2 separate regions of the Callithrix jacchus genome follow, and region 2 is linked to region 1. The links are chromatin contacts, called in public Hi-C maps. All regions are on one chromosome and are shown on one strand. The core of a region is the stretch at or near the end of the contact, and the rest is flanking DNA. Distances in the headings are between cores, read along the strand shown.

Region 1 (2,878 bases), core at 153-2,652:
CTCTCTCAAGACAGATTAACTGGAGTTGATTTTTTTTTAAACTTGCTTACCATGAAATACACCTTTCTTTTTTTTCTTTTTTGAGACGGAGTTTTCGCTGTTGTTACTCAGACTGGAGTGCAATACACCTTTCTTTTTATTTAAAAAGAAAAGCCTAGAAAAATCTTAAGGCTTTAAGAATTCGTAAAACAATTAGAACTGAGACTTTGTCCAGGGAATTTTATCATTTAAGATAAAGAAATCTCAGCAACATTATGACTAGTTACCAAGAAAGATACTTTCAACGGGAAACGTTTCCCCACTACCATATTTACTCTGAGAAACAAAGCAAAATAAAATTCATGATGAAGTTACAGTTGATTTCCACATTTTTATAAGTAATCCAGTTTACTGCTAGGTTTTAAAAGATGTACCAAGGCGGGAAGAAAGGGGGGAAAGCCTCAGTAGAGGGGGGTCTGCTGGCTTCGATAGGAAGAGCGGCGTTCGAGGGGCGTGAAAGCAGAAGGGAAGGGTAGGGCGGAAATTAACGACCTATTAAGACTCCCAGCTCCAGAGGAAGCCAGCTGGGCGTTAGAAGCGAGTACAGCAAAAGAGCTTTAGGGCTAATTAAAACAATCACAGGACACTCCCCCTCGCGTAAGCCAGGGCCGGGTCTACAGCTTTTGCAGAACCGGGGGCGGGGATTAGTTCGGATTCAAATTTAAAGCGGGAGGCCGACGCGTGGTTCAGCGGAGCCCCGTGCCCGGCTCCTCGTGGAGGTCGTTTCCGCCCGTACCTGCCCTGAGGGCCGGAAATTACCTAGCGAGGAGCGGCTTCTCCATTGTTGCCAATGTTTCAACTGCGCAAAAAGTCAGTAGAAAGTGCAAAGCGCAGGGCACGCAGGCAGCTCACTGCCCCTCCCCCACTCTCCTGACCGCTGTGCTCCTTGCCCTGCTTTTACAATGCCACAGGCCACTAGGGGAAGTCGAAGCGAAGCCGGGAGGGAAGCAAAGCCAGAGGAAAAGTGAGAAGTGTAAGACACAAATCCCGGAACACTATATAGGCTGGTTACCAGCTAAAGGGAGCGCATGCGCCGGCGACACTTCAGGCGCGTGGAGAAAGACACGCATGCGCACAGCCGAAACGAAAAAAGGAAGCGGAGGAGTGACTGGCAGATTGAGGGCGCTGCTTTAGCTACCTAAGGGCCATAGCGGCCCAGAGGCGCGTGCGCGGAGCGCAGGAGGGGGTGGAGCTCTTCTGAGGGGGCCGGCGGCGAACAGCGCCGGCCTCGCGCGCCCCCTGGCGCGCACGCGGGGAGAGGAAGGAGAGGGAGGGGGCGGAGAGGAGGGAGGAGGCAAGCAGGGCGGGAGGGGGGAGGGGAGCCAGAGCGAGGGAGGGTTTATCGACCGGGCGATTTTGGTTAAAATATTCAAAATGGCGGACGGAGGAGCAGCGAGTCAAGATGAGAGTTCAGCCGCGGCGGCAGCAGCAGCAGGTAATCATTACAGCATTTTACATATTCATATTCATACTCAACCCCGGCTCCCGCTGCCCCCCCCGCGACTTAGCATAATTTATTAGTACTCAGGATTATTATAATTAACGGCGGGGAGATGGGGGGCCGGGGAGCACGGAGCCCCCGCCGGGCGCCGAGCGGAGGGGGAAAGAGGCTCGGAGCGGCCAGGCGGAGGGGGAAGACAAGGGGCAAAGTGGGCTGCGATCCACCGCCCTCCTCCTGCCCCCAGCCCACCCCGCCGCTGCTCGCCGCCCGCCCGCCGGCACCGGCCCTCCTCCTCCGCCAGCCGCCGCCACCACCGCCGCCGCCTCCTGGCCGCCGTGCCCGAACCCGAGCCGGTCCACGGCGGGGCGGCGGGGCGGCGGGGCCGGGGCTGAGGGAGAGGACAATAAAGACATTTTACATATTCATAGCTGCTGGTCCGGCGGGGCGCAGTGGGGCGCGGGCGAGCGGCCGGGGCCAGGCGTGCGCGGGGTGGGGGGCGTGGAGGGGGATGGAGGCGGCGGCGAGCACAATGCCGGGGAGGCGGCGGGGCCAGAGCGGACCCCGGCGGCCGGACACCCGCACGCGTCTTTCCCCGAGAGCTGACCCTGGCGGGGGGGCGCTGCCCATTGTGGGGGGCGGCCCGCAGGGCAGCCGGGAGTGCGCCCGGGGAGAGCTCCCTGCCGGTGCCCCGCCGCCACACGGGGGTCGGAGCGGGGCTGAGCCTGGGGGTCACGGCCCCAGGCACCTCGGCCGCGCCCCACTCGTCCCCGGTGTGGCGGCCTGACCTGAGCCAGGCCTGCGCTCTAGGTGGGTAGGGGTGAGCGGTTGTGGGCGCTGCGAGGTGGCCTGGGGCAGCGGGGTTGGGGAACTCGCTCAGGTGTCTGCGTCGTCCTCTGGGGTGTGGACTGGGTTGGAAGGAGTCCTCGGGGCAAGTTCCTTCGGAGGGGATGTCCTTTGGGCGGCCCGCACTCCCCGGGCCGGCGGTCGGGGCTTCGCGGGCGAGTTGGGCTGGAGGTGCCTGGCGTAGTCTGATCTCCGTCTCCCTTTACCCCTCCCTGACGCCCCCTCATCTGCCGCCCCCCCGCCGTCCCTCTCCTCCGGCCCCGGCGCCTGACCAGGACGCACGGGGCGGGTGGCCCTCCGGGGCCTCTCGCTCCGAGGCCCCAGAAGCGCCTATAGGCCTCCCGAGAACTTGGATGTAAAGGGCTGCCCTTCTGCCCCAGAATGGGCTGGCCTGACAAGTTGATCGCATTTTCGATTTCTTCTCTCCTGTTGGGAATCGGTGGGGAGTGACGGGGATCCCCCTCCCTGCTTCTATAGTGGTGTTTTCTCGCTGGGTCGTCTTTACTCTGCTTTGCCGAACCTCTTCTCATTTGAATAATGTCTAATTCTGGGAGG
Region 2 (2,878 bases), core at 197-2,696, 340 kb before region 1:
GTCAATATATGGCCATCAAAAATTAAATAATTGTGCTAAAATAGCAGATTTTAATTCCAGTCTTCTTAAAGTTTCAATTTTTTATCTGGTTAGGATGAAGAGCAGTCAACTCCACCACCCCAAAATTTCACATGAAGGAAAAACTCCAAAATTCATGTATGGCATCCAAGCTAAGTAACTTCAATCCAGAAATAATAAAGAAGGATAAAAAGAAAGTATTGGGGAAAAATTAAGTATTCCCAAATTGCTCCTCCACCAATGTCATTTAGAAGTATGTATCCATTGAGCAATGCAAATGTTTAGAATACCACAGAGGCATCTAGCAGCAACGACACACATACTATAATTTTAAAGGTTTAAATTTACCTCCCATATTTTTGAAAAATAAGAGTTGCAATAACAACGTTTTGAAAATTTCCAAACTCTTCCTTGTATCTCAGAGGTTCCTTCTATGCTGTCTGGCTTCGGCCTTGGCCGGATACTGATTTTACCCTTGGCCATTCTGCATCTATCCCGGCTGTGCACTCAATCCCTACCATAACCTGGATGAAGGTCTGTCTGGGCGTCTCCGGGATTCTTTTCAGCCCCTCTAAGGCATCAGTTTGGAATCAGAAGCGTGGGTCCCAACCCTGACAGTCACTTTTTTGAAGAGTTACTTATCCTCACTAGGTCTCGGTCTTCCCACCTGTCAAATAAGATCAGCAACTGTACCTATCTCACATCTGTTGTAAAAATTAGATGAGATAATACATTTAGAGAGCTTAAAATGTTTAAATGTCTGCTATTGCTATCATCACTATAATTGTCATAGTGTTCTGTGAGTATGATTTTACCGCAGGGTCCGTTTGCCTTACAAAATTGCTGTCAAAGCGCTTACCAATAATGCCTAGCAGATCACAAGAGATCAACTGACCTCCACCTCCAGGAAGCCCTCCAGGAGCGACCGCCCCGCGCGATGCCCTCTCTGGCCCGGCGCGTAGGGCTCCTGCTCACTCGGCCCAGGTCGGCCTCCTGCATCCCAAACGCCCGCGCTGGGGCCCGCACTTGCTCACCTGGCCCCTGGGCGAGAAGTGCGCTTCTCCCGCCCCACCCAGGACAGAAAGTCCCGAGCAACGGCGCCCGCTGGGGTCTCCCGAGCGCCCAGAAGTCTGGGTGCCTCCAGGGCGGTGAGTTCGGGTGGCCCGCCCCGCCCCGGCCGGAAAAACCCCGAAGCCCCGCCGCCGCGGACTCAAGGCTGCACAGGCCCCCGGGCGGTGTGGGCTTCTCTGGGTCGGGCTGGCAGCCCGAGGCCAGGAGAGCAGCTGAGTGTTGGCCTGGATGCTGCGCTGGGGCAGCTCTTACTGTTTCACGTTGTCCCCCAGGGCCTCGCTCAAGTTCTTCTTGGCCGCCTCCAGCTCGCTGACAAAGGTCGCCATTGCTCCGCGCGTCTCAGCCCGACCGCAAACCGCCCGGCCACTGCGATCAACAACCGAAAAACCAACTCGGCGGAAGGCCTCCGCTCTGGAAACTAAGCTCGCCGCCGTCTGCCCCGCCCCCAATCACTCAGAAGTCGTTTGTTTGGTTTTCGGCTCCGCCCGCCTTTTTGTAGGGAAGGTGCCCAGCCAAACTCTGCTCACTTCCTCCCGCCCCTCGAGTCACGTGATCCGTTTCACCTTGTAGCGCGCCCAACCTAAACCCGCGCGCCCCGCAGCGTCGCAGGCAGGCTGGCGCGTCCCAGCCTTTTAATTCTATTTCCGCTGGGGCAATTCCGAATTCGGCCCGCTGTCCTTCTACCTGGAGGAGTACCTTACCCCTCCATTTCAAAAAGTACATGCAGTATCAATTTTACTTTCTTTGCCTTATTTTTCACCGAGCACTAATCGTCTCATATGACATTTAGTTGATTTATCTTGTTAATGTTGTGGCTCGAGGACCGGAGTTCTGTTTTATTCAGGGTTACCCGCAGTTCCTAGAGCACATAATGGATGCTTAATAAGTATTTGAGTAAATGAGGTAATTATGTCACACGGGGGAAATACAGAGAAGCATAAAGATAGAAAAAGTGTTTTACCACCCCTGGGCAAACACTTAACTGAGAAAGATTTCTCCTTTACCTCGCACACTCCCATCACTTATAATACTCTATGTTCAATTTTGCACGTTTTAAACTTCAGGATTTATCTGTAGTATTACGTCGTCTTTATAGTGATTTTAATGATAGCATGTTAAATACCCCCACAGATAGAAGGTACACAATAACTTGTTTCCCAATTGTTAGACTGATTGTTTCCATTTTTTTCTATTAAAAGCAATACTGTAATATCGCTTTTGAAGCATATGCCATAATGAAATAAAACTTCTTTATGCGTAAAACTTTTCCTCTTTTAGGATTATTACTTTAGGATAGAGTCCCACAAATAGAATTACTGGATCAAATGATAAGAATATTTGTAAGTGCCTTGGTGTACACTGTCAAATTGCCTTCCAAAGATTTAAAAATAATCCTAGATAGCTTTTAATTTTTGTGTAATTTCTCCAAAAAGGTCCCCTTAAGTTTATTCATTCATTCAACTTCCTCAGTGCTCAACCTAAACCCACCAGCCTTATCTTTGCTGCAGCTCCACCTTATCTTTGCTGCAGCTCTACCTGCAAAGCTGGCCAGGCACCTTCTCTTCCCTGAATTCATCCAGTGAGCTCCTACTATGTGTCTGGAACTCTTTGGGTACTGGAGGTATAAAGGTGAACACGTCAGGCAAAGTCTTCCTCTGTGTCAAAAATTCGGGTAAATTTTGACACTTTAAAAAAATTATCCACTTAAGTTTTCTATGGTTCCCCCCTCTCTGCTAAACAAATTCCAGACTCCAGCATTCAGATGTTCTCATGATCTGAACTCACCCTA

What was found. A called contact is a pair of places that touch in the nucleus more often than the background predicts.
Region 2: a contact with region 1 is called in a Hi-C map of skeletal muscle, with 7 times the contacts expected there. The contact joins the promoter of TADA1 here to the promoter of POU2F1 in region 1. A contact is called at or near these places in 2 of 3 Hi-C or Micro-C datasets (both in skeletal muscle).

The regions. Positions count from the first base shown.
Region 1 is chr18:35,003,639-35,006,516 of calJac240_pri, reverse strand. POU2F1 (POU class 2 homeobox 1) reads left to right here and starts at 1,402. Exons shown (of 17, transcript XR_615275.5): 1 at 1,402-1,474.
Region 2 is chr18:35,339,777-35,342,654 of calJac240_pri, reverse strand. TADA1 (transcriptional adaptor 1) reads right to left here and starts at 1,446. Exons shown (of 8, transcript XM_078356366.1): 1 at 1,342-1,446.